Linked DNA regions of Mus musculus: regions 1, 2, 3 and 4 are each linked to region 5. The links are chromatin contacts, called in public HiChIP or PLAC-seq and promoter capture Hi-C maps. All regions are on one chromosome and are shown on one strand. The core of a region is the stretch at or near the end of the contact, and the rest is flanking DNA. Distances in the headings are between cores, read along the strand shown. Region 1 overlaps Aak1 (AP2 associated kinase 1). Region 2 holds the start of Gfpt1 (glutamine fructose-6-phosphate transaminase 1). Region 3 overlaps Aak1 (AP2 associated kinase 1). Region 4 overlaps 1600020E01Rik (RIKEN cDNA 1600020E01 gene). Region 5 holds the start of Anxa4 (annexin A4).

Region 1 (5,311 bases), core at 1,856-4,355, 130 kb before region 5:
ATACACGTTTAAAAAGAAGAAGCCACAGTCACAATGTGCAGTGCTTACCATGATCTGGATCTCCCTCTTGCACACCTGGAGGTCATGTTCATTGTTGACAAACATACGTTTCAAGGCACATTTCACCCCATTGCTTGTTCTCACCAGAAAGACAAGAGCGAATCCACCTGTGAGAAGAGCACACGAAGATGAGTCAGTCAGGAACTCTGGCTACTGTTGGCACCCCTCATGGCACTGACACTGCCACCAGCCAGGCTCCAAACCATCCTGGCCTAGACGGCATTCTGCCACTCTTGGAACTTACAGCCAGAGTCAGAGACACCCTGAATCTCTACTGAATCAAGAACCTTCCAAAGAAACTACAAGAGTCTTCTTATTAAGCCCAGTACTTCCTTTCTTATCAGAGAAGCTAGAAAATTCTCTCAGTGCTTGCTAACATCAACAGTTGTCAGTTTACTTCAGGACTCTCCTTTTCCTTTCTTCTTCCCCTCCTTGCTGCACCTCCCATTCAAGTGTAACAGGAGACTCCTGCACCTTCATTACCTGTGTCACTGAGAAAGAAGACCCAGTACAAGGGGGCTGCTCTACAGCAGGACTCACTGACCAACACCCGTCTTTCCTTTACCCAAAGACAGTTCACAATTCACTGGCAGACACTGATATAACTGTAACTGGAATGCTCAAATGCGCTAAATTAGTTCAGTCTTGGAGTTCCACACAATCTCAGAGCTCCTAACTTCTACCTCACCTCCAAGTACTGTCTGAAGTGTGCAATGCTTTGCTATGAGGGTCAGATAGACAAGGGTGGCAAACAATCACAGGTCAAAGTCTTAGAAGAAGCAGCAGTTCTTCCAAGGAGCACACAGCCCAGCTGTCTGCCTTGCACCTCCATCACTTAACTCAAATGTCGTGTTCCTCAATCCCGAGGAGCAAACGCATCACTAACTGATTCTTTACACAAGTAGGTACAAGCTGGACAGAAGCGCACACACTGGGAAGTCATGGGTGTGAGAATTTGAGTGGAGGTTGTGATAGCGTTTTGAGGTTGTATTGAGCTAGCAGCCATTTGCAAAGTTGACAGATAAGCAGTGAACACTGAGATATTAGGCCCGGGGAGGTTCACTGGAGCCATTTTGACTGCAGCCTAGTGACAGACACTTCAGTTCCTGTCCCCAGCACTTACTGACCTTATAGGAACTGTTGAAGATATCCTGGATAGGAATCTATTCCATGCAGCCAGTAGAACCTTACTCAAAGTATTGTTCCTTACTTTAATCAAAACATACATTAATCTGTAAAAATATGTAAATGTACTCAAATGAATCCAAATCCACATTGTGACCAAGACTGCATGTCTCTCTATTGCCTGTCACTACAACTACATTCTTTAGTATTTCAAGTAAACACTGAAACTTCCTATGGAATCTATAACAGCAACCACTATGTCTCTCTAATATTTTCAACCAACAACAACAAGAAAAAACCCAACCCACAGCTTTTACTTTCTTGCAATAGATTAAACTGCCCCATTATCAATTTTATGTATAGCATTTTTGAGTATTTACTTTTTTGTTTTGTTTTGTTTTGTTTTTTTCGAGACAGGGTTTCTCTGTATAGCCCTGGCTGTCCTGGAACTCACTTTGTAGACCAGGCTGGCCTCAAACTCAGAAATCTGCCTGCCTCTGCCTCCCAAGTGCTGGGATTAAAGGCATGCACCATCACTGCCCGGCGAGTATTTACTTTTTATTTTTGGTTTTCCAGACAGGGTTTCTCTGAGTAGCCTTGGCCATGCCTGAACTCAGAGATCTGCCTGCGTCTGCCTCCTGAGTGCTGGGATTAAAGGCGTGCGCCACCACACCCAGCTGAGTACTTGCTTTTTAAAAAAGAACACTCAGCATCAAAAATTAAGCCTACTCTCACTTCTTCTCCATCCCTATTTCTTTTGGTTTTTCTTTTTTGAGGCTCAGTCTCATGTGGCCTTTGCTGACCTTGAGCTGATTGTCCTGCCTCTGCCCTGGTAAATCCCAAGGTTATCAAATGTGTACCACCATACCTGGTCCACATTTCCTAAATTCCAAGATGCATATCTTTAGAATATACAATATTTAAGAGATGCAACAAAAATTAAATGCAAGAACTATATATTAGTCTTGTCTAGTAGCACATATACATACTGTAGCACCATTAGTCTTTTCTTCCCCCATCAAAAAAACCTGCTGGAACCATGGGATAGCTTACAATGTATTAGAATTGGAGAAAGTAGTTGCAAAAATATAAAACCCTCCATTTACATTCATAATTGTTTTATATACAGCCCAAGAAGATATTTTGTCAGATATTTTGAATACTTTATGGTTTCATTCAGCTACAGATTGGAAGAGCAGCACCATAAAGCCCCTCCCCCACAAACAAATCCGTTTTGTGGGTAAAGAAGTGAAGAGAGGCTTTAGGAGTTTCACAGCTAGTTGTGGGCAGAACCTGAAAGAGGTATCATTATCCTGACTGCCCCCAAACTGGTTCCCTCTACTTCATCTATCATGACAAACAAAACAAAACCAAACCAAACCACAAAATATCTCTTCATATAACAAGGCAAAGCTGAATTAAGTGGGCAAATGAGTATTTCCTTCACTGGAAATAAGTAACCCTTCATTTCATTGACAGCTCGGGCTCTGCAAGGTTTTAAAAAATGACTTACAAATATACACATTAGTTCATAGTTTGTTCATCACAGTTTTTGCCTTTCTTGCCTAAAGAGTTGATGAATGGGGGGCTGGTGAGATGGCTCAGTGGGTAAGAGCACCCGACTGCTCTTCCGAAGGTCCGAAGTTCAAATCCCAGCAACCACATGGTGGCTCACAACCACCCGTAATGAGATCTGATGCCCTCTTCTGGTGTGTCTGAAGACAGCTACAGTGTACTTACATATAATAAATAAATAAATCTTTAAAAAAAAAAAAAAAAGAGTTGATGAATGTTCCCACTCGCAAGAATTTGTATTTTAAAGGCATTTTAAGGTGTGGTGCCTAACATCCCGGAGGACAAGCCACTCCGTTCTGAAGCAGGCCATGCAGTTGCAATGAGAGATAACGGCCACCAGATGGGAGCAGTGCTGCAGAAACATGACCTCTCCAGCTAGGGCTGAAAACTCAGCAGGCCAGACCAGATCTGCAATACCTACAATCATGATAACTCTTAGAGCAAAGCAAAGGATCACTATACCCAACAGAGTCAGAGCCATACTATTAAGCACCTATGCCTATAAAAGGGTCCATGTGTAAATGGAAAAGAATCAACTATAAGATCAAAATCAAAACCTAGTAAGATTTGTCATTCTAACAGTGACAGCCACTCACAGTGCACTGTGGAACAAATGGAGTGAACTACTAGGCGAGAAGGAAAGGTAGCAGGCAGCACTTCCCCAGCACGGCCCCCTCCCCCCTCCCCAATGGATCAGGGGAACAACTCTCAGTCTCCAAAGCCAACTGAGGATGCTTCAGACAGAGTAAGAACGCATGTGGCCTGTGCTGCTCTTACTTCCCAAGGGAAAGGGGCTCCATCTGTGAAGTAAAGCAGAAGAGGCAGGAGGGTAACTTTCATACTGTCACACTTGACAAACTCTTAAGAATGTGGGCATTGATGTAATTTACAAAAAGAATCATATAGTCTTCTATTTTCCCTCAAATATACAGCACTCTGGTCTATTTTTTATATCAATCTATATTAACTTACAGAAGAGTGAGTTTCACTATGGCACAACCACACATCATATAATATACTTCTTTCATATCTCCCAACATTGTACCTTTCTTGTCCTCAATTTCTAGTTATTTGTTGAAGCAGGCTACTCACTCTAGTCTAGTCTGACCCAAAATTCCTCTTGTAGCCCAGGCAGGCTTCAAACTCATAGTAATCCTCCTGCCTCAGCCTTCTGAGTTCTGGGGTTTATATGTGTGAAATATAACACCCAGTTTTGGTTTTTTGTTTGTTTGTTTGTTATTGGTTTGTTTGTTTTTGAGACAGGGTTTCTCTGTGTAGCCCTGGCTTTCTTGGAACTTGCTCTTTAGACCATGCTGGCCTTAAACTCACAGAGACCCATGTGCCTCTGTTTCCCCAGTACTGGGATTAAAGGCTTGTACCACCACTGCCTGGCAGCCACTTTCGTTTTTAATTTTTGACCAGAACAGAAGTTACTATTTGTAACTCATTGTGAGTTTAGTACTGTGTCTATGTGGTCGGTTCCTCCACCCACCAGATCATCTCACCTTAAAACAATGCTTACCACATAGTGAAAATTCAATACTGAATTCATTTCCCTCTTAATTTTTACCATAGAGAGTAGAAAAGTGTGGCAGAGATCATGGAAAACGAAGTACAAATGGCTGTGAGGGCTGCCATCGCATGCAGGCACATGGATAATGTCCACGCATGTGCATGTGGGAACCAGAGGCAATCTTAGATGTGGTTCTGCAGGAGCTGCTTGCCTTGCTTTGTAACACAGGGTCTCTCACTGGGTGGAGTTTGCCAACTAGGCTAAATCTGGCCCACGGGGCCCCCAGAACCCTACCATCTTTCCTTCCCTAATGCTGGGATTACAAGCATGCCCCACCATGCCTGGATTTTTATATGGGAGCTGGGGATTTAACTCTGATCTTCATGTTTACACAGGAAGCACTGTACCAAGTGAGCTACTCCCATCCCCACCACCACTACCACCACTCCAATCAGCAATGTTAATTTCTAAAGGTGAGGAGATACAGGGCCAGAGATGGCTCAGCTGGTAAAGGTATCCAAAACTAAGCCTGACCAAATGAGTACAATCGCTGTCACCTACAAAAAGGAAGGAAAGAGCTGATTCCTACAGTTGTCCTCTGACTTCCACATGTCCCTCCCCAAAATGAATGAGTCAATGAATGAATGAATGAATGAATGAATGAGAAAAGAAAAATTTAAAAAACCTAAAATGGAAACCCAAATTTTATTTGAAAACTCTAGATTTAAACATAAGCAATAAGTCACATTTTATATTAACGGTAAATAACATCACTACAGAAGCTAAACACTTTACAGACTCTGAGCTTCCAGTATTCTGCCTCTGATCTAATCTAAACCCTTCATCTTACTGATATGCAGAGACAGGAAACAACATAGTAAATGTTCCAAACCTTAAAAGAATACTTGTAAGCAAACTCCAATACATGAGTATATATTGGTTAGCAAGTTCTTGCCAGAAAAGACCCAGAATTTCCATGTGGCTATTTCCCCCTACATAAAATAGACAAAGAAGGATTAAGTTCTCCATTCAAGAACA
Region 2 (5,484 bases), core at 1,204-3,703, 250 kb before region 5:
GGGTTCTAGGACAACCAAGCCTAACACAGAGAAACCCTGTCTCAGCAAATAAAAACAGAAATGCCTCAAATACCGTGTGCTAGCATATTGATTTACTTATTCTTCATAATCAGTGAAACTCAGTGTAATAGCTGCCTTGCACTAGCAGCCACTCTGACTAACAGTTCCTCCTTTCTTATCTGAGCTTCATGAACTACATCCGATTCCTTTTTCTTTTTGTTTTATAGTATACAAATACTTTTCTTCCTGGTACAAGATGAGGAAATAACCTGCAACCAGAATGCCAGGTACTTGCCTAGGTACATAACTCATCACTCCAACATAGTTTAACTAGCTGGGTGTGGTGGCAGAGTCCTGCCATCCCAGCCCTTGGGGGCAGAAGGAGGATCAGGAGTTCAAGGTTATTCCCAGCTACAGAGTGAGTTCAAAGCCAACCCAGGCTAGTGAGAGTCAGTCTCAAAGAAAGAGAGAAAACCGTTAACTACCAAACACAGCAAACTAGTAACTAACCAGCTTGAAAATTCACTACTCACAATTTGAAACTAATTTATGAATGTTTTGTAAAACCAATCTATTAAACAGTAAAAGTATAATTAATTATGAAGTCAACTCTAATCCAGTAATTCCATGATGTTTAGAATTCTAAAATCTAGAATCTCTAAGCTTAAGCCTGCTCTTCATTTTCAGAAGGCGAAACGATTAAACACAGGAAAACACACACTGAGGACAACCTACCCCTTCCCGAGTTCTTACAAGTGAAAGACTACAAAGAATGTTTCTCACACAGCTACAAGTCTTACAATACCTCTTTCTAAAATGTGTTCTTTCTTGGGAACCAGGCACAGTGGCTCATGCCTAGAATCTCAGCACTCACGAGGCTGAAGGAGAACTGGGATCTAGACCTGCTTGAGAGACAGCGTGGGACACTATTTCTAAGAAACAAACGCTCTTTAGTCTAGTGGTCATTGTCGGTTTTAAAAGGAAAGGTAAAAATATAACTTTTTAAATACTACTAATGGCTCATTCCCATTTTACAATATTATTAGTGGTATCATATATAATTCTCATGGTATCTTTTAGTAACACTTTTTGATAATGGGGGGCGGGGGTGAGGGGTAAGACAGAGTTTCTCTGTGTAACTGTGCTCCAGCTGTCTTGGAACCAGGTTGTACTCAAAATCACTGATTTCCACCTGCCTCTGTCTCCTGAGGGCTAGGATTAAAGGCGTTGTACCACCACCGCCCAGCTAAATAAGAAGCCTTAAAATATGGAATAAAAGAGCCTGTTTTTTTTAATGGTTGTAGTAAAGACATATGTTAAACAGGTGTACATGCATGATGTGGGATCTTTAGCCAGGACTACTACTCTCTCTTCCAACAAGATCAGCTCTGAGCCCATTTCATCAAGTTATTGATTTAGTAATGGTTCCTGTTGAGAGACTTAAGAGTGGCAGAAGTCATGTGGGGTATCACTGTCAGTGCGTTGGCTTGAGTTCTCGCAGGCCTGCCTAAAATAAAGTGACTAGAATTAAGTATTTTTAAGACTGCAAGATAAGTAAATTCAAGAAATGCTACCAGCCAGGAGTGGTCATTCATACTTATAATCACAACACTTGGAAGGCTGAGACAGGGCAATGTGAATTACAGGCCAACCTGGGCTACCAAGTGGGACCCAGTTACAAAGAGACAGAAAAAGGGGATTTGGGGGGTGTGGCTAAGGGAAAGAGTACTCACTCACTTGACAAGCTGCCTTTATGAGTTTAACCCCCAGTACCACACAGCATGTTCACAGGTCGCCTCACTCACCTGGTGGACCTTCCCCTAGGCATCCCTCCATACTTGGTCTCACTTTGAGCCTCACAGCTCTTCTAAGGTAGGTATTCATCTATCCTCTGAGCTCTATGCAAAGGTGCCCCTTGAACGCTCTGATACCCTCCCTGGCCCACCCCACCCCCAATCCTCTAGCCCCTTTAAGTAGCCTCTGACTCCTAGGGCCCCCACAATCTCCTCTGCCGGTCCCTCTTAAGCACACTAGCTCCGGCCGCCCCTTCAACACCGGAATCCCCATCTTAGAGTCCCTGCCTCACGGACAGCAGCCTTTCTCCCCAGAGACCCTTCTCCTTCCAGATCCCGGCTCCCCTCAGGACCCTCAATCTCCTCGGGATGCCCGCTCCACAAGCCCCCCTTCTCTTCAGGACCCCAGCCCCAAGGCCGCTCTGTTGACACGCGCTGTCCACCTCTGGCTTCACTGCGCGGGCCCTGCGGCCACCACACACCCCCATCGCTGCCCTTACCGCACATGATGTTGGTCACGGGCGAGGGCTGAGCTGTCGGGCGCGCGGAGAGCTTCAGAAGCGAGGGTGAGCTCGGGCCGGGGTGGTGGCAATGAGAGGACTCTGGGATGCGACAGCTCAGACCCGACAGTCCGACTCAGCGCTCGCTTCGCTCTCAACTGCCGCCCCGCCCCCCCCGGCCACGCGCGCCGCCGCGGCTCTCCCATTGGGCCGCGCCCGCGCCGCTCACGCGCAGGCATCGCCCGCCCAGCGCGCAGACGCAGAGCTGCGGGTAGCGACGTGGCAGGGGCTCGACCAGCATCCGCTTTAGGTTCCTGGAGCCGCCCGCTGAGGGCGAGCCGAGCCTCGGAGGAGGAGGAGGAAGGGAATGTTTACACAGCAGTTTGTGTGTTTCAAGGGGAACGGGAAGGAGGGAGACAGAGAGAAAAGCTGTAGGGCAGGAGGGAGAGCCTGGGACAGACGTGTCAGTGTGCAGAGCCACGGTGGCCGGAACTGCGCTGCTGGCGCAGAGGTGCGGGAGCCTGCAGGACGCCCTCGGGCAGCCATTCCGGTGACGACCTGAGCTGTAGGCAAGGTGCTCAGCGCCCCACTCCCTGCCTTCCTCACTGTTCTCTGCCTAAGGTACCACTAGTCAGTAGTCCCAGCACTGCGCCTGCGCTCAGGGAAGCTGTGGGCACGTTGTACTCGGGATCGCTCTTGTCGCGAATGAACTCTCCGTTGAGAAAAGAGGAGTTAGCGGGGCGTTCCCTTTCAGAAGGTTTAAATAATACCTTGGAGCAAAAGTAGCTGGTTATCAGCCCGCACTTGATAGCTCTAACGGAAATGAATGAGTAGGGCCCACAGAAGCACTCTCAGCCAGAATCCCCTTCCTACTGCTCCAGCATTCAAAACTGCACGCCAGGGTTATTCTACAGAGTCCCACATCACATCCTTGCCACTTTTAAGTGTGACATCTTTAGGTCTCCCCAAGATGGTTTTAACATCTCATCCTTTGATCTGTCTCATACAATAACAGACTTCTTTGGTTTTTTGTTTTTTGTTTTGTTTTTTGTTTGTTTGTTTGTTTTGAGACAGGGTTTCTCTGTGTAGCCCTGGCTGTCCTGGAACTCACTCTGTAGACCAGGCTGGCCTCGAACTCAGAAATCCGCCTGCCTCTGCCTCCCGAGTGCTGGGATTAAAGGCGTGCGCCACCACGCCCGGCTATAACAGACTTCTGTATTAAAGGTGGTTTTTTTCCTCTCCCCACTAAACTGTTAAGTTCCTTTATGATAGAGTGAGATTTTTTTGTTTGTTTGTTTGGTTGGCTTTTTTTTTTTTTAATAACCAACACTTGCCTAGTCATAGACCAGAGCAATACGTGGCAAATTAAAACTGTTCTGGTGGCTGGAAAGAGTGATAAAAGCCTTATAGGCTTGTCCTAAGCTCTTTGTATGTGCAAGGAAGCAAAGGCTTTTCAGTTTTTTTATCGCCTATCTCAAATAGAGGCTAGAAAAAGTAATCAAGGAAGTATTTCTCATCTAAAAGGCTCTTCATTATTCCAAGCCATTACACAGGTCCCTAGATTACGTTGGCAGAGCTAACACAGTGACATGTTCCTTAGAGGACCTCTTAGAGACCCTCCCCTGGAAGGCGACTTGAATGATACTGCACAAGAACCGAAGTGTGGTTCTGGTGCCTTGCCTCCCTTGTTTGCTGGCAGCAAACCTGTCGATGCCACAAAGGAAATGGCAGTAGTACCAGCAAAGTGTTTCAGCTACAGTACTTTGTTCAGCTGTGCCTACCGACTCACAGTTCCTTATCTTACCCATCTCCGTTCTGCTGCTGTCTGGGTAGGTGCTCAGCACCAGCTGAAAGGAAACTTTAAAGGCCAATGCTCTCCAGCCCAGCCTTGAACAAGCTCACTAAACCACCATACAAAGAATGCTTTGTAACCATGTGCCAGCTCAGACACTGCCCCTCCTCTGTGTAGAGCTCTGCCTTCTCTGGGCCTGTAAAAATAAACCCAGAGGAGAAAATAAATGCTGTGTGAAGGAAAGAGGCCATCTGAGCCTAATTTGAACATCTGAGAACACGGTTTTTTTGTTTTGTTTTGTTTTCTCCTAACCAGCAACACTGAACAAATTTAAGGAGGGAGAGTCTCTGTCTTAATTAGGGCTTCTATTGCTGCAACAAAACATGGTGACCAAAAGCAAGCTGGGGAGGAGAGGGTTTATTTGGCTTATACTTTCACACTGTAGTCAATCACTGAAGGAAGCCACACAGGAACTCATACAGGACAGGGGCCTGGAGTCAGAAGCTAATGCAGAGGCCATGGTGGGATGCTGCTTACTGTCTTGCTCTGCACGGCTTGCACAGTCTGTTTCTTATAGAACCCAGGACTATCATCCTGGGGATGGCACCACCCGCCATGAGCTGGGCCCGGGCCCTCTCCAATCAATCACTAAGTAAGAAAATGCCTTGCAGCTGGATCTTATGGAGACATTTTTCTCAAACGAGTCTCCCTCCTTTCAGGCAATTCTAGCTTGTGTCAAGTTGATATAAGGCTAGCCAGCTAGTCCTTGCTTTAAGACTTTTTGACCTTCCTCATCTCTGTGATTTTTGTTTCCTGTAAGTGTCACAGCTCTGAAAGTAAACTCTTCCCTTACAGAGGTATTACAGCTCTGCTCTGCCTGTGGGGGGAAGGCTCCCCCAACCCCAGTGGAACAGCTCTGATCCTTCAGTCAAAGTGTTTCAGTTCTGCTCCAGCAGGGGGAGGTTTCCCCCCAAAAAAGTGTTACAGCTCTGCTTAGAGAGGTCTCCTGGCATTCCAGAGCCAAGGATACCATACAGTCACACTGCACAACAAACTTCACACGAGAGATGTATGGGGTGCAGGGAAGGGCGGGGAGTGACCCAGGAGGGCAAGAAGCAGCAGAGAACTGAGCAGAAGAGAGGTTTATAGAGGATTGGGGGGATGGGGGGGGGATGGGGGGAGTGCGGGGGGGGGGGGGATTCCAGAGTGGCCAGGGGTTGATGGGATTCTGTTTCTTGGCCCTGGTCTTGGGGTCAAGTCTGGGTCAAGGTGTTTTTCTTTGTCCTTTTACCTACATTCCCCTTATCCAAATTCTAATAAATAGCAATGAAAGTATTGTGTAAAATGAAATAGAGGTGCTAGGATACATATGTTTGAAATTTGAAGGAGTTTTGTAGTA
Region 3 (5,479 bases), core at 410-2,909, 160 kb before region 5:
AAAACTCCAAACAAAGAATAGCTAGTTTAATCAGGGCTAGTGGAAGTAGCATCTGAGGTCTTCTAACACGACTTCTTGGCTCTCACTTCCCTGTTAGAGGGAAGGGAGGCTGGACAAATGCATGAGATGCATCAAGGAAGCAAAGTGCCCAAAAAGAAAGAGAGAAGCAGGGTGAACAGGGCTTTGCCTCAGGAAAACAAGGCACCTCACCACTCCAGGAAACACAGTAGACATCACTGAGTAGACTCAGTGAGCTGTGGAAAGGGGAACTTGGTCACTCTCCTCAGAGCTCAATCTCCAGGCACTGGAGTGGAGGTGGGGGTTGTTATTGTTCAGTGTACTTGTCCCAGGTTCATAACTAAATTCCATAGGAAAATTGTACTCTCTTTATAGCAGCTGCTTTGCTTCAATGTCCCAAGTGAATAAAGCAAGGGACATTAATATTCATTGAATCTAGAGATTAATACCCACGGTGACCCAAGAATAACAATTTCATGACGTTTATTTCCTTTAAATAGCACCATTTTCATGAGCCCATCACAGCTGTGGTTACATGCACCAGGCCTGCCCAAGATCAAGCTAATCACAATTCCAGGGATTCCAGAGACCCCACATCTCACTGAAGAACTACAGGTAGCTGACACCTGCTGCTTGAGAGTCATTTTTCTCTGTAGATGCAAGAACAGTCGGCAGCCAGTGCTCAGGCAGACAGCCCCACACCTGTGGGCATATGGGCACAACTAGTTGGATTCAGTAGATGATTTTTAAAGAAGAAAAGGAACTGACAGGAGCCTGGGAGAGGAGAGGTTAGGGAGGTCCCGGGGAGTTAGAGGAGGGACGGGGATGGAGTCAATCAAATGCACTGTGACAGGAGGTATGAAGTTCTCAAAGAACAAATAAAACAGCCTTAAAAATTACAAGTCAGTTTTAAAAAGCACTATTCACATACCTGTACATTTGGAACGGGGCATTCTTTCTTGAGTAGTTTAAATGAGAAGTATGAAACCTGGTAAATATCCGGCCTTTTGTCAGGGTCTGGTTCCAACATATACCCTAAGACAAACATACACGCACTTACTTCATAACATCCTAACAACTGTTGTATCAGCTATATAACTGAACTTTTCTACTACCAAGTTGGGTTATTTTAAGATGCAATTTTCAGAAAATCAGACAGTTCAATCAGCCCTTTTCCTAGCAGAGGAAACAAGAAATAAACTCCTTGAGCTGTAACAAAACCTTTGGGGTTCATACCCTGTACCTGGATTATCAGGGGCTCAGCTTCTCAACATAAAAATGAGCAGCTTCAGATTTTAAGACTTAGAAGGTGCCAAGGCCATGCATATGCTTTCTACCTTCTTACCTCTGCTAAACAAATAACTACTGACAAATACGACCAAATTCAAACTTTATGAACTCAGGGTTTGGTGGTTGACACTCCCTGGGTCTCTCTCCAGGTCTAAAGTACAAACTCACGAATGGTCTTACTACTCTTGGAGATACACGTGTAAATATATGCACAATACATAAAGGCACTTTACTGATTAAGTAATGAATGACCTAGACACTAAGTTCTGAAAAGATCTGTGAGGCTGAGGCCTTAAATGGCCTTGCTGAAGAGACAAGACAAGGGTTAGTCACAGTAGAGCAAAGAAAGAGGAAGTCCAGGTGACAGGACAAAGCCAACAAAGGCAAGCTTAGATAAAGGCCAGAAAGTGAGCACTGCTACCTGGAAACAAGAGCCCAGGAGCCCAAAGGACAGTGCAAGATGGGTGCCTGGGTGGGACAGAAAAGGAATGTGAAAGGTCTCTAAACACCATGGTAAGAATCAGGCCTAACTGTGGGACCACTGACAAGCTCCTCAAGTTTATTCAATGGGACATGAGAAGGTAACATCTTCTAGGAATAAGCCATGGGAGGGATGTGTTGGAAGAATGAAGAGAGAGAAGCTGGGGCAAGGCAGCACGCCATGATCTGCTGAGTTTGTGTAGTACTGTGGTGAAAACCACGACAGCTGCTGAACTCAGCACAAACTTAAAGAGACTCGACATGGCTGAGGTCATGGCGGGTGCCTCCCTCTTCCTTGCTCTTTCAGACCCAAAGAAAATCTGTGTTATCTATCAAGGCCTGGATGGCAATACCACTAAGAAAGTGGAAAGGGACAATCTGGGGAAAGGAGCTGGGGAGGCAACAAGAGGCTGAATTTGAGGCTTGCAAGTTTAGAATCTGCAAATAGCTTACATGCTAAATGGGGTTTGGACAAGGTGTCAGCATGACAATCACTCATAAAGAGCTGGGTTTTTCAACATGAATTCACTGATGCAGATGTTAGAAAGAAAAAATGGCTGGGGGGGGGCAGCTATCAGTAACACCAAGATCAACTGTTCTCCAATACCTCCCCCATACTTCCTTCCACACCTTCAGTGCTAGCACAGACTAGATAGATAGGCTTTGCCTATGCAAACAATCTGGCATCCCCAAGGGCAACGTTCCTATCCTTTAAATACCCTATCCTCCTATTCATTGAGAAAAGTGTCACAGTGGAAAGGACAGTTGTGAAACCAAAAGAACATTGTCAACTTGAGTAAGTCATTCAGCTCCCTCTTGTATGAAACAGAACAATGACCCTAAAAATCTACAAGTTTTCCAGGCTTGGTGGCACATGCCTTTAATCCTAGTACTCAGGAGGTAGAAGCACACAGATTTCTGTGAGTTCAAGACTAGCCTGGTCTATGTAGTAAATTCCAGGACAGCTAAAGCTACATAGTGAGAGCCTGTCTCTAGATAAGTTAGTAAGTAGGCAAGTGAATAAGTAAGTACCCACCAAACCCACAGATTTTGAGAACTGGGTGAGGCCCAGGTAGCCCCAGCACAGGTCAGATGCTCTATCTCACTTCTCTTTCTCTCAGGACGGTCCCTGCCCAGGACTCAGATTGAGCAGCTCAGGATTTATGGACTACGAGGCTTTTTCAGACTTAGCCAGCATTTTTATGGACGACTTTTTTCCTTAGCATTTTAGTACATGCTCTGGTACAACACTTACTTTTCTCCCATCTGGTTAATGGATGTTAGTACATATGCTGGCTATGATAACACAAAGAAATAAAACTCTCTGGAATTTTAAAGAGGACACTCAATTTAGATGCTTCTTGTAAAAATCTAGTGATAATCTAAATGAGAGGAAAAACCTGGGCCCGTGGAGTTATATGGTTTTAATTACACATTCATTCCAGTACCGCAATCACGCTCACTTGAGCTGCTTCCAGCTTCTCAAAGATGCACTTCCTACCCCGTGATGTGAGTCAGCTGGACTCTGAGCTCTCACACCTACTGCAGCACAACACAGCAGCACCGTGCTGCTCAGAGCACAGCTACCAGACCAACAGTGTGGCTGGCTCAGTCCTGAAGAGGGGTCTAGCTTTCTCGAAAAAAGACCAACTTCTCTAGGCGAACACTGCCGTGCTACCACTATTCAACAGTATCAGATGATTTCTTTGTCAAGCATTCAGCCTTATTCCTGGAACTTAAGCCCTTTATCCTCTAATCCATTCCCGATGATTAGAAAGAAAAAAATATAAAACTGGAAACTTGAAATACTTACTAATAAGGCAGTGCATATCTTGAGAATAACGAGAGTTATCAGGAATTGTGAAGCTTCCGTCACAAATCGCCACCTGGCTCTCCCCAAACGGCAAAGTGAAGTAGCATAATTTATACAACAAACAGCCTAGAGCCTAAAAAAATAAGAAAGCACATTGCAACCAGTGGTTTGTTTACTATAAAGCCAGTGGTCTGCCAAGAGATCAGTACTGTCTGCATTTACCAACAGAAAAAACCCACATAGTATTATTACCTATGAAACATTTGATCTCAGAACTCATACTGACAATCTAGCATCTGAGTCACATTTTTATCTGTGATCAGAAAATGATTTCAACTTGTTTGTTTTTAAGAAGTATATCATATGAATGACAAGCACTGGCACAACATGAAAAGCATACTGAAGTAGGTGGGGTTTTTTGTTTTTATTTGTTATCCCCCCATATTCCAAGTGGCCATGGCTGTCCCCTCACATCAAGATCATCATCAAGGGGACCGGAGAGATGGCTCAGTGGTTAAGAGCACTGGCTCTTCCATAGGACCCAGGTTTGATTCCCAGCACCCACATAGAGGCTCACAACCATCTGTAATCCCAGTTCCAGGGGATCCAACCCTGTGTTCTGAGGACGCTGCATGCACATAGAATGCAGACATACATGCAGGCAAAGCACACATGCACATAAAACAATAAGATAAAAGGATCCTCATCAACATTGGGCAATGCTGTGTGTGCTCCTGACTGGTTCAGCTCAGGAGTCCAGCCAAGGCCTGCTAACATCTGCCGTGTGGATGGCTTAGTTGACACATACCCAAATATCTGCCTTCGTAGTGATGATTTTGCCACTGTACAAGTTGACCATTTCTGGGGCTCGATAGGAGAGCGTTGTGTATCTACAATCAAGAGATCCATGTTTTATTAAATATATCAGTGCTATAATCAAGAAGGAACAATTTTTCTTTTATATTACTAGAATCCAATTCTTGGGCAGCAATCTGCAGAAGAGCAAATTAATTATTAGTGCACCTAAAGTGAAACTTCTCCTTGACAATGATGTCATTAAATCCTCTCACAGCAGACTTTCTATGCCTAGGGCACTGGGGTATTGAGACATGATACACTAAATAAAGTCCTAAAAGCACCCCCTTTTAGGGGGTTCTCAAATGAAGACAAAATTTTCCCCTATAAGCCATTATAGTCTAATGCTATATTTTGCTGATCCCTTTTTAAGAAGTAAACCCTTCACCTGAGCCTCAGATGCAATACAAGCAGGGTATTCTGAGAGTGAGCCCTGGTTAGGGTGTCCATTTCATATGTTCTTTCCTGGGGGTTGGTGATGTATGTAGTGCATGTTCACATGTGTGTCTATGTATGTGGAGAACAGAAGCTGATGTTGAGCATCTTCCTCCTTTACTTTCTACTTTACTTTCTGAGACTTGTGGATGAGTCTAGCTATCTGGCTTGCTCCCAAGTGTTGGAAGTACAGACAGGCCCACCAGGCCTTTTCCATGGGTGCTAAGGATCAGAACTCTGGTCCTTACATTTGCATGGCGAACATCCTATGCATCATGCCATTGTTCTAGTTCCACGATCATGGGTCCTTTGAGGCTAAAACTATAGCATTCTTATCTCTGACTCAAGAAAGCAGTAGTTTAAGCACTAGTTCCAAGTGAATTCCTTATGTTACTAACCACTCAACTATGCTGCTCTCGTATCCAGAAGTGGGCCTCCCATGCCATGGTTACCTGAGTGATGCACAAAGGGGACAGAGGCTCAACAAGTACATGCCGCACAGCTGATTTACTAGAAGCTACAGTGAGTGCGTTATGCTTGGGAAAACCCAATATTGCGGGCATGAGGTTCCTACAGGAGCCAAAATCT
Region 4 (5,174 bases), core at 2,403-4,902, 240 kb after region 5:
TGTTCCTCCACATACATACAAACACAAGAAACGTTTTTAAAGGTAAACAAAAGGACTGAAGACATGGTTCAGTGATTAAGAACACTGGCTGTTCTTCCAGAGATCCTGAGTTCAATTTCCAGCAACCATAGGATGGCTCACAACCATCTATAATGTGATCTGATGCCCTCTTCTGGTGTGTCTAAAAGCAGTGATAGTATACTCACATACATAAAATAAATCTTTTTTTAAAAGAAATCAGAGGGGAGAAAGGCAGAGGCAGAGGCAGAGGCAGACGAGGCTGTGTCATTGATCCCTGTGGTTATCCATGACCTGGCCTGAGATGTTTGCCCAGCCCTCCTTACCCTCCATCCACCATGCTGTTCTCAGGAGACCTCAGGATTCAGCCCCCTCTATTTCCTATCTTGCTGACTACTCCATTCTCTCAGCCATCCAGGAAAGCAATATCCTATGTTTGGTTTGTTTTGTTTTCGTGTTTTTGTTTTTGTTTTTTTGTTTTGAAACAGGGTTTCTCTGTGTAGCACTGGCTGTCCTGGCCCTGGCTGTCCTGGAACTTGGTCTGAAGACCAAGCTGGCCTTGAACTCAGAAATCTGCTTACCTGTAGTTCCTAAGTGCTGAGACTAAAGGTGTTTGCCCCCACCACTAGCATACTTGCCTTATATTCTTATTTTATATGTATGAGTATTTACATGTATGTCAGTGTACCACACACTTGCAATGGCCATAGAAGAGGGCACCAGATCCCCTGGAATTAGAGTTACAAGTGGTTATGAGCCACCATGTGGGTGCTGATCACAGAACCCAGGTCTGGTGCAAGAGCAGCCAATGCTCTTTTACTTTATATGTCTTTAAGCACAAGGTATAAGCTAGTTCAGTCTCCTCCACTCAGTAAGCCCCTTTTGGTTGTGAACTTGGTATTTCTTAAACACCGATTCCCCTTGAGGCACCAAAAAAGCTATTTAGTAAGACCAGCTTAATTACTGATATTTTGAGTCTGTTTCCCTTCCTCAAGATTCCTGTAACATTTACATTCTCCATAGGGCCCACACTTCTTAGAAGTTGCAGCTTTTCTATCCTCACAGCAGCTGCATGTGCCACTCCATATGTGTAAGACATATGCTCTTCAACTGTGGAAATATGGCGCCACCTCTACTGCAAAGTTCCAATAGTCATCCTTCCCCTCTGTTCACTAGTAGAATTTATTACAATTTCTAATGATTTCTTCTTTAATTCTGTGTCTATGTAAGTAAGTGTGTGCACAAGCTGGTGTGGGAGTCCATGAAAGCCTAGAGCTAGCATCCAAGTGCTTATGAGCTGCTAGGAGTAGATGCAGGGAACCAAACTCATGTCCTTCCTCTGTAAGAGCACTGAGCAAGCACTTCACTAATGAGCCATGTCTCTAGACCCCTGGTTACTGTTTCAAATACAATATTCTTTTTTTTCCTTTTCTTGAGACAGTTTCTCTGTGTAGCCCTACCTATCCTAGAACTTGTTCTGAAGACCAGGCTGGCCTCCAGCTCGGAGAGATCTGCCTGCCTCTGCCTCCTGAGTGCTGGGATTAAGTACCCCCACCATCTGGAAATTTCCCAATTTTAAGGAATACTCCCATCCTGACTCTTTGTCACGTTTTGTCACGTCAGACTCTCTGCCTGTCCCAAGCGGCGAATAAGCAGCTCTGACTCCCTCAGAATCCTCTAGGGCTCAGCACTTACTCTGGAGTCACTGACTCAGCCTCGCCTGCTCCTCTTCAAGCCTTGTTTTCTCCCAAGCCACAGCCAAAGCTCTTAACTGCTGAGCCATCTCCAGTCCCCTAACATCTCAAGCAGAGACGTAACATCACAGTCTTCTCAGGCTGATGCAGTCACCATGGGTACAGCAAAAGGGACAGAATGGACAGGACAACCTTTTTTCTAAAAAGTAACAAAGAAAAATCCAGACAACACAATAGCACACAACTCTCTAATCCCAGCATGTGGAAAGTAGAGACAAGCAAATCTCTGTGGCCTAATCTACTTAGGAAGTCCAGGGCCAGCCAGGACTGCACAGTGAGACCCTGTCTGAAAACAAAAGAAGACTGGATGCACAGACGGAGCCAACTAGAGGTGACTGCACCAGCACACATCACTCAGTGCTCCCTGACCACTATAAGCATTTTAAACAGCATTTAACCTAAGGAATTAGAAAACCAAGGCATAAGGCAGGGGCAACAAAGAAGGCAAATGTCTAGACTACTGAAGGTCAGTTCCAGTGCGTGCCTAGTGATCAGACCAGGAAGGGGAAGACAGCATGTCTAGTTGCTGCTGGGCTTCCATATCAGAGGATGGGGTACCAGAGAAGGAGCGCACTGTGCTTACTATGAATGCAAGATACCTGGGCTGGTGATGCAGTTCAGCGATAGAGCACTTGCCTAGCATGTGTGAGCACCTAAATTCAATCCCCAGCACTGAAAACAGAGAGAGAGAGACAGAGACAGAGACAGAGACAGAAAGAGAAACAGAGAGAGACAGAGAGACACAATAACCACCATTAAGTTCTCCCTGTGAACAACTGGAGACTGTAAATCACCCACGTGTAGGTGGTAACTGAAGCTGGCTGAAGGCTGAGATCAATAAACTCAGAAGAGAAAGCCAACATTTAAATCACAGTGAGCATCATCTAGAACAGAGAAACACTTTCTTGTCTCTCAATAGGAAAGTAGCTAAATAAAACACAGCACTATCCATTTTATGAAATGCTACACAGTGGCCACAAAGAATGAAATGACTATTTACTAACATGGGATACTGCCAAGGCCCAATTTTTGTTGTTTTATTTCGTTTTGTTTTTGAGACAGAGTCTAACCTGAAGCTTGCTACGATATAGATCAGACAGGCCTTGAACTTACAGATCTCCCTGTCTCTACCTTCCTGAGTGCTTGGACAAAAAAATGTACTCCACAGGGCTGGAGAGATGGCTCAGTGGTTAAGAGCACCTGAATTCTCTTCCAGGGGTCCTGAGTTCAATTCCCAGCAACCACATGGTGGCTCACAGCCATCTGTACTGAGATCTGATGCCCTCTTCTGGTGTGTCTGAAGACAGCCACAGTGTACTCATGTTAAGTAAATAAATAAATCTTTAAAAAAAATGTACTCCACAATAGTGGCTAAAGGCCCATTCTTGAGACAAAGTATCAGAATGGTATATAACATGTCATTTGTGGAGATAAACTTTAAAGACATAAAATAACTTTTAAGTGTTTTCTGGGTTTACACATTCCAAGGACACATTCTCTCCAGGGAACAGGAATAAGAGAAGGAGTCAGAAATTGCTACATTCCATATAAATTACTAACTACCAATCATCCTGGTGTTTGTGGTGCTAGGGATCAAGTGCTTCACCACTGAGCTACACTCTGTCCCCAAAGAGAATGAGCCAGGGAACAAGGCTACCCTCTCACCCAACATGGCCTTCATGGTTAAATATGGCTTTGCACCTGCCCACATCTGAACATATTAACATAGCCTCCCAATGCCATACTTTCTCCTGAACCTCTGTGCCCAGGCTTGTCTTGGATCTTTAACTGGGACCACTGAATGTGGAAGACAAAGGAAGACATGCCAGCATGCAGAACAAAAGCAGCTGCCATTGTTCCAGCAGAAATCCTAAAGGGAGGATGGTTCTATGCTGCTAAGAAATGAGCCTGGGGCAACCTAGTGAGGTCATGGGGTGAGCCAGTCTCACTAGACAGAGTTAAATGAAGAGTTATGTCCTGGTGAGACGTTTATGGTGAAGGGCAAGGACAGCAAAGCAGCAGAGAGAGGCCAGAGACTCAGACAGAAAGGAGGTGAGGAGGTATTATGGGGAGACAAGAAGCTGAGATAAAACCTTTTGCAGTAGCCAGGTGATGGTGGCACATGCCTTTAATCCCAGCACTCAGGAGGGAGGTGGATCTCTGTGAATTGGAGGCTAGCCTGGTCTGCAGAGAAACCCTGTCTCAAAAACAATAAAAAAAAACAAGAAGCTGGAGAGATAGCTCAGTGGTTAAGAACATTGACTGCTTTTCCAGAGTTTCTGAGTTCAATTCCCAGCAACCACATGGTGGCTCACAACCATCTGTAATGAAATCAGATGCCCTCTTCTGGTGTGTCTGAAGACAGCTACAGAGGAAAGAAAGGAAAGAAAGGAAGGAAGGAAAGAAAGGAAGGAAGGAAAGGAAGGAAGAAAGGAAGGAAGGAAGGAAGGAAGGAAGGAAGGAAGGAAGGAACGAACGAACGAAGGAACGAAGGAAGGGAAGAAAGAAAGAAAGAGAGAAAGAAAGAAAGAAAGAAAGAAAGAAAGAAAGAAAGAAAGAAAGAAAGACAAAAAACCCCAAACACCTTTTTTGTAATAAAGCATGATGGTATACACCTGTAATCCTAATACTAAAGGCTGAGGCAGGAAAATCAGGAATTCAAGGCGAGTCTGGGCTGGCTACAGTAGCTAAACCTGGGGTAGGGTGTTGGGGGTGGGAGACGTCCTCCTCTGGAAAGCAAGGCTGCGGTTGTGCAGCCCTCTGGCGACTGCACTCTTAACTTTCAGCTTCCTGAGCAAACATACTTGGTTGTTTTCCTGGTTACCCAAAGCAATGACACTGCTCAGTCCTTACCCAACAGCTGATTCACTACCACTTCTCAAACCACAGGCTCACTTACCAGCTGGCTCTAAGAAAAAACAAGTCGGTGTGAACTGTCAAAGTCCTCTTGGACCTGACCTTAGCCAGGAGAGCAGGTTTCATTTCAAAACTGAAAGGACTGAAGGACTGGGGAAATCCAAAGCGCGCAAAGACCAGGAACAGGTGGTTCCCATCAGAAGAGTCCCCAGCTGGAACGCAAACAGAAACTAGACCACTGATAAGACACGGTTTACAGTGTCTGTCTCCAAGCTCTGGCAGCTGATTAGGTTGTCAACTATTTACAGCAGGGCATAAACACACTTATCCCACTCCAGTCTACTCAATAACTCTTTTCTCCAAAGCTGAAGCAACTTTCTGGATTTATTGAGTTTGAGAATTACAGGGAGGATCCAATAACTGGGACATCAGGGCAAAGGGATCCAGAATCCTTCAAATGGGCCACATTTTGAGTATAAAGAGTTATTACTACCTCTTCCTGATTCCCCATTAATGGGTGGCAAAATTCCTGTCTCAGTAAAAACT
Region 5 (5,840 bases), core at 3,293-5,792:
CCGGGCTTGATGGCAGGTGAATCATCTCACTGGCTCAGTCTTTCTTTTGTTTTTATATTTTTAACTTAAAAGATCTTACTTATCCTTTAAAAAAGTAAAGATCAAGTTTAGTTCCCTGACTATCTTCTTAAAGGATGTCTACTCTATCTCTCTCTTTTTTTGAAATAGAGTTTCATGTAGCTCAGGCTTGCTTGAGTTTCTTAAGTAGCCCAGGTTGGCTTTGAACTTCTGATTCCTCTGCTTCACAAGTGCTGGGATTTGTCAGGCACCACCACCTCCAGATGAAGTTCCAGTGTAACTAAGTGTCCTGAATTTTGTCCAGCAATCCCACAAGTGAGATCTGCAGCTACCTGCTAGAGGCAGAGAAAGAGAGGAAACAGAAAAAGATGGGGGTGGGGGGCGGTGAGCAACAGTCTTTTTATACTGAAGCCAGGCTCTTACCTGGCTGTTGCTAGGTAACTGTTGGGCGGTGCTTAGAGGAAAAGCTAACACCTGCCCTTGTGAGTGGGTGAGGCTTGACAGCCGCCTTTATTAACCTTAGTATTGCTTCCAGTTTCTCTTTATGGTTTTGCTCTTAGATGCTCCAGAGAGAGACTCCAATCTCCCAACTCTATGATTATAATCCCAGCACCAATGTTCTAGGTGCCGAACAGGAACAGTTCAATATTTACCACCTTGATGTCAATAGAGTAACCCTAGGCCTGGGTAAGTCTCCTACCCTAGATTAAAGGTGGCCGTGCATCCCTCAGATATGCTCACCATCATGCAGATACAATTAGCAGTGGATCCCTAGATCCCAGTGGGTCTTAGTGACTACAGTTGTACAGACTGCAACAGACATGTTTGATCTTGAAGCCTAGACAGTAAGTTACTGGGTCTTCTACAGCGTTCTTTCTGGTAACCCTGAACTTCCGCACAGGATATCTGACTTTAGGTGGCTATGGAATATGCAGGTTCTCTGGTGGATGGCACCACTGAGCGCAGTCCTCCACTCTCTTGTCATAGTGCCTGCCACGTTGCTCAACACATGAAGGAATCCTCCAGGTTGGCGAACATAGCTAGCCTGCTCTTGCAATCAGCCTCTGTTGATGGCACAGTGGCAGGAAGCATTGGGCATGCCTAGCCCAGCACTGTCCAAATGCGGACCCACAACATCATGAATGTTAACAAGACAGAAATAAAGTGGTCGCCGTTTTAAGTAAAAGTGTCAGGCTGCCTTTGACCGCCAAAGTACCTTGACTGAATCTGGCATCCTTCTGGAGAAGGCCCTTCCAATCTTCCAGCCTTCTACCTGGGTGAAAGAGGAGAGGTGACAGCTGAGCAGAGGGGACAGAGCACCAGCTGCCACCTGAACAGATTTCCGATGGAGAGCCTGACTTCAGTCTTCCCTGGATATCCGCTTTCAGAGGCATCTGGTAAAGCGACCGAGTCCTTCAGAGCTCAGAAATGAGGTCACATTTCACGATGCTTCTCGGCTTTCTCTTGGCACTGGGCTCTCCTTTCTCAGGCTGATTAAGACAGTTATCACCTGGCTTTCTGCTTCCCAGTTGCCAGAGAGGAGTTAGTCTTGAGAGATGCTTGTTTATGTCGTCTAGGGAGTGGATCTAGGGTCTTGTGTATGCTTAGCACGTGCTTCACCACCAAGCTACATCCCTGGGACTATTGATAGGTTTTTGGTTTTTTTTTTATTGTTTCTTTGAGACAGGGGTTCATGTATCCCAGGCTGGCCTTGAACTTGCGATGTACCCGAGGATGATCCTGAATTCCTGATCCTTCTGTTCTACCTCCCAAGTGCTGGGATTACAGGTGTGTACCACCAAGCCCAGTTTTGTTGTGGGAAAAAAAAGTCTACTCTTGCTTTCATTCAACTTCAGGAAAATCTGAAGTAAATACTGTTAGGTCTCAAACCCTGGGGCACACAGCTGAGGTGCCTACCTAACACATTAAAGTAAACTGGGGGGCCAGGTCCTCCCTGCACCCCTCAAACCCTGCCTGTTAGAAGGTCTTCCTGGCAGGCACACCCTATCCTCTACTCTGAATTCTCCAGCCCAGGGGTTGGGTGCCTTTTCCTGTATAATCCAACCTTTTGATTACTCTGCTCTCTTCTGGGCAACCTGGACGCTGCACCTAGTTCTCCTCTCTTACTTCTCCCCCTCTCTCCACATGGCTCAGGGTCCTGTCCACTCTGACACTGGCTATGCTCTCCCACATACCATACCTATAATAAACTTACTCCTCCACCATACCTAGGAGCTGTCATGTTCTTTCCTTATTATTTTTTCTTTTCCTTTTTCTTTTATTTTTTTCATTCATCTGCTACTGAAACCTGGGCGTGACATAGATGAGTTCCCTCCCCTAAGGAACTCCTCCCAATCAAGCCTGCTGCTGATCTGACTCTCCTAAGGTATGCCATCCAGGAGGGTGCCTGACACAGGTCGGGACAGGCAGGATGCAGTGAGAACATGGCAGCCAGCGTCTGTTAAGTAACTTGGCCATTTGTTCTGGGCTTGAAATCTAACAGATATGTGTATTTATTTTGGTATTTAAAAATGTGTATGGGTGTTTTTGTCTGTATGCATGCATGCCTGTGCACCACTTGCATGCCTGATGCCCATGGAGACCAGAGGAGATTGTTAGATCTCTTGGAACTGGAGTTAAAGATGGTTGTGAACCACCATGTGGGTGCTGGGAATTGAACCTGGGATCCTCTAGAAGAGCAGTCTGTGCTCTTTTCATTCATTTATATATATATATTCTTCGAGACAGGGCTTTTCTGTGTAGCCCTGGCTGTCCTGGAACTCACTCTGTAGACCAGGCTGACCTTGAACTCAGAAATCTGCCTGCCTCTGCCTCCCAAGGGCTGGGATCAAAGGCGTGCGCCACCACTGCCTGGCGCTCTTCTCATATTTATAAAAAAATTATTGTTTTACTTTATGTATACAAGTACTTTGTCTGCAAGTGTGCAGGTACATCATGTGTGTGCCTGGTGGTGCCTAATTTTGATATCTTTAGTGTGAAGTCTGAGTCCTTAAGTTGAACAGCTCTATTCATTGTTTTGTCGCTCTGGGTTAGATCAGGTCCCCAGAAGTAAGACAAGATGCAGATGCCCTGTTAGTGCACTCCTGGGCATTCCCAGGAGAGCCTGCCATCTGTTGGAAGAAGTCGCATGTCACCTGTCAGAGCTCAGAAAGAGTCAAGACTCCTACTGGAGGTCAGCCCTTCCCTGATCCCAGACCTCAGATCCCAGATGAGCCTGGGTCAGATGGAGTCCTGGCCTTTGTTTCCCATAAAAGACTCAGGTGGGGACTAGCACTGAGTCTTCCCCGAAGACAGGTCTTCAATTCCCAGCAGCCAAGGGATCCTATGCTGGTGTGTAGACATACAGACAGACAAAAATCTGTACACATAAAATAAGTAAAATGCACACGTATTTATATGTAATAGTAAAAGCCTCTGTCTGTGGCTTCCCTACCTGGGCTAGGGCAGACTTTGGGAGAAGTGACATCAGAGGCCTGTGGCCTGGTTGCACTTGCTATAAAGATCAGCTTAGCTGTGGGCTAACTACAGTTCCTAGACACTAACCTTTATCCACCCCCCACCCCACCTCCCCTGCATGTAATTACTTTTAAAAGGATACAATAGTCTTGAATCTTCATTTTGTCCTTCCTATTACCATGATTAATTTTGTCTTCCCTTGTGGAAGCTTAGAAACATATAGACTTTGGAACATGAAAAAACAGGCCCAAGTCTAGATCAGCCTTCCTCCTCCTGACCCCCTCAGCCTTCCTCCTCCTGACCACACAATAAGCCACCTCCTCTAGCTACAGTTGCTGATACAATTTAAAATAATGACCACCTAGGTTTTGGTTGGCTAGAGAGCAAACACTGCCCAAAGCGACCCATTCTTTGTTAAATGAAATTGGAGGTTGCCTGTGGAGCCTCTGTTGCCTGCACCTGCCTCTGTTCTTCAAGCATTCATTATCCTTGTAGCAAGAGGCATGTGCCTCCGTGTCCAGCAAGGAGCCAGAACCAGGCTGGCTAGCAACCAAGAAATGCTTCAGTTGGAAGTTTAGTGGGAAACCCAGAGTTGCTTCTAACCCCGGTCCCAACGGTGACCTGTACCTGTCTCCGAGAACCCTTCCCCTGACTTTGAGGATTGCATCTGTCTTCTTTAAGGGAGGCGTGCAACTGCTGAGAATTTTCTGGAACGTATGTTATAATGTGAAAGGAGGACATGGACTGTGTCCTCAGATGTCACGTTCTGATTTTTCAAGTTACACTCTAGACTGGAGCGCCGAGGCCCCAAGTACGTTGTGCGACCCCAGCAGGACGCGAGGCTGAGACCCTGGGAGTCTGGTTGTGCAGGGTCAGGGTCCTGAGTGGGCTCGCTGTCCTCAGTGGGGTTAAAGGCCGAGTGCGTGATCTGCCTCAGGCCCCTCCTGGTGCTGGGGGCGATTCTCGTGCTCTAGCTGCGCTTCTCCGGGGAGGGACTTTCCTGTGGGCAAAGGGACAACCAGGAACTTGGGCTCAGTCTCCACCCCGAGACTGGGCGGGTCCTATCGGCCGGGACGAGGGTGTGGCATTCGCCGTAGTCTAGAGCCTTTCTCCGCACCAGAGGTAAGGGGCTTAGGGCAGTGGTCCGGACCTCCGCCGCGGGCTCTGGGGTCTGGGTGTGGGTCCTAGGCTCCGGGCAGGTGTCCTAGGCTCGGACCTGGAGATCTAGACTTCATTTGGGGAATCCTAGGCTGGGTCGCAGCTGGGGCCTGGAAACCTGAACTTAACCTCGGGATCCTGGGCTCGCCCGCTGTCCTAGGCTTGGACCTGGGAATCTTGGGCTCCTGCCGGTTGTCCTAGACTGTGGCTGGGGATCTTGGGCTCAGGGACCGGGTGCTGTGACCAGAGGCGGGTTCTTTGGGCCACTTGGCTCCGCGCCCTGGAAGCGTGAGGTCCCGGACCGGAGCAGCCACCTGGGAAACGTGGGGAGGAGCAGGCAGTGCCGCACGGTGCACAGCACTCCTGCAGTCCTTTGCTGAGTCAAAGCCCCCCCGGGACTCCGCACTGAGGATAAGCCACTGAGTTAACATTCTCTGAAGCTCACTCCAGCACTACTTGTGTTGCCTTTTCTTTTTGCAAGTAAGTTTGCTTTCTCGTCTTCTTAGGGCGCTCCTCGCCTCTCTTGTAGCGAACGGTCTCCACACAGTGCCTGGCGCCCAGGAATCATCTTATTCTTAGTTTTTATTCTGTGTCTGCCTGTGTCTACATTTTAACTTAGTCCTCGGTGCTTTGACCAGTTGGAGACTTTGGCGCCTAAGACAATTGGCGGTTTAACACTTTGCTGGCTCAATGTGCACCTCAAGGGTATGAAAGCCTCCATTTACTGGAGGAGCACTCTGGGCCTTAAGCAACTGCGCCTTTCATTAAAACTGGGCACTTTAGTGGATGGTGGAAGGATGGATAGGATGGCCGGTTGTTACCTATCCCTCTGCCCATCATTCCCAGACTCACTGTTTCCTTAGGTGGGAAGCAACTCCATTTATGGCCGTGAGTCCCTAGAGAACGGAGGAGAGAAGAACAAGAAGAGAGGACCAGGCATATATTCAGTTGATAGCGTGCCCCCAGCACACCAGAAGCCTTGGGTTTTATCCTTGGCTCCAAATAAATCAGGTGTACGTTTGCCTTTGAGGACAGTTTGGAGAAAATGACAGTCCCAACCCAAGCAACACCCTTTTGGAAGCTTCCCGTTTTAGATTTAAAAGGAATAGAATCTCATACTTCAGGACAATCGGTAGTTCAGGGTAATATTGGAGGGTAGTCTGGACTATTCGAGATCTGGCCTTCAA

Evidence for each region. Promoter capture Hi-C pulls out the DNA fragments that hold promoters and counts their contacts. HiChIP or PLAC-seq counts read pairs in DNA pulled down with a chosen protein or histone mark.
Region 1: an H3K4me3 HiChIP or PLAC-seq map of bone marrow-derived macrophages shows a contact between it and region 5, with 3 times the contacts expected there. The contact joins the enhancer-like site here to the promoter of Anxa4 in region 5. A contact is called at or near these places in 10 of 39 promoter capture datasets (the 3T3-L1 cell line, 3T3-L1-derived adipocytes, the C10 cell line and 7 more), 4 of 15 datasets of contacts at CTCF or cohesin (CD8 T cells, the NIH/3T3 cell line and embryonic stem cells), 22 of 484 Hi-C or Micro-C datasets (B cells, B-cell progenitors, LSK cells and 17 more), 15 of 115 datasets of contacts at active chromatin or transcription factors (CD8 T cells, bone marrow-derived dendritic cells, bone marrow-derived macrophages and 9 more) and 2 of 9 other capture datasets (adipose tissue and liver).
Region 2: an H3K27ac HiChIP or PLAC-seq map of embryonic stem cells shows a contact between it and region 5, with 6 read pairs. The contact joins the promoter of Gfpt1 here to the promoter of Anxa4 in region 5. A contact is called at or near these places in 8 of 115 datasets of contacts at active chromatin or transcription factors (the NIH/3T3 cell line, effector CD8 T cells, embryonic stem cells and 4 more) and 1 of 9 other capture datasets (macrophages).
Region 3: a promoter capture Hi-C map of the HPC-7 cell line shows a contact between it and region 5. The contact joins the enhancer-like site here to the promoter of Anxa4 in region 5. A contact is called at or near these places in 10 of 39 promoter capture datasets (the 3T3-L1 cell line, 3T3-L1-derived adipocytes, the C10 cell line and 7 more), 2 of 484 Hi-C or Micro-C datasets (fibroblasts and sperm), 5 of 115 datasets of contacts at active chromatin or transcription factors (bone marrow-derived macrophages, embryonic stem cells, large pre-B cells and 1 more) and 4 of 9 other capture datasets (adipose tissue, liver, macrophages and 1 more).
Region 4: an H3K27ac HiChIP or PLAC-seq map of bone marrow-derived dendritic cells shows a contact between it and region 5, with 2.3 times the contacts expected there. The contact joins the enhancer-like site here to the promoter of Anxa4 in region 5. A contact is called at or near these places in 3 of 39 promoter capture datasets (3T3-L1-derived adipocytes, HPC-7-derived erythroid cells and embryonic stem cells), 1 of 15 datasets of contacts at CTCF or cohesin (pro-B cells), 47 of 484 Hi-C or Micro-C datasets (the 63-12 cell line, the AML12 cell line, B cells and 21 more) and 8 of 115 datasets of contacts at active chromatin or transcription factors (bone marrow-derived dendritic cells, bone marrow-derived macrophages, embryonic stem cells and 4 more).

Annotation. Positions count from the first base shown.
Region 1 is chr6:86,919,870-86,925,180 of GRCm38.p6, reverse strand. Aak1 (AP2 associated kinase 1) reads right to left here. Exons shown (of 16, transcript NM_001378654.1): 2 at 49-167. Among named protein-coding and RNA genes, the nearest start is that of Aak1, 73 kb to the right of the region's middle. Within about 2 kb of position 3,105, at least 17 of the 459 cell types and tissues checked have an H3K27ac peak or open chromatin away from gene starts, as enhancers often do. A contact at or near this core is called in CD8 T cells, bone marrow-derived macrophages and regulatory T cells, where this site is marked.
Region 2 is chr6:87,039,815-87,045,298 of GRCm38.p6, reverse strand. Gfpt1 (glutamine fructose-6-phosphate transaminase 1) reads right to left here and starts at 2,453. Exons shown (of 19, transcript NM_013528.3): 1 at 2,294-2,453. The coding sequence starts at 2,300.
Region 3 is chr6:86,945,116-86,950,594 of GRCm38.p6, reverse strand. It overlaps Aak1 (AP2 associated kinase 1), which reads right to left. Exons shown (of 16, transcript NM_001378654.1): 6 at 4,410-4,491; 7 at 3,602-3,734; 8 at 950-1,053. Among named protein-coding and RNA genes, the nearest start is that of Nfu1, 62 kb to the left of the region's middle. Within about 2 kb of position 1,659, at least 21 of the 459 cell types and tissues checked have an H3K27ac peak or open chromatin away from gene starts, as enhancers often do. A contact at or near this core is called in the HPC-7 cell line, bone marrow-derived macrophages and microglia, where this site is marked.
Region 4 is chr6:86,547,654-86,552,827 of GRCm38.p6, reverse strand. The region is part of intron 3 of 1600020E01Rik (RIKEN cDNA 1600020E01 gene); the gene reads right to left. Among named protein-coding and RNA genes, the nearest start is that of Gm38676, 21 kb to the right of the region's middle. Within about 2 kb of position 3,652, at least 124 of the 459 cell types and tissues checked have an H3K27ac peak or open chromatin away from gene starts, as enhancers often do. A contact at or near this core is called in Th1 cells, Th17 cells, bone marrow-derived dendritic cells and 6 more, where this site is marked.
Region 5 is chr6:86,792,286-86,798,125 of GRCm38.p6, reverse strand. Anxa4 (annexin A4) reads left to right here and starts at 4,542. Exons shown (of 13, transcript NM_013471.2): 1 at 4,542-4,617.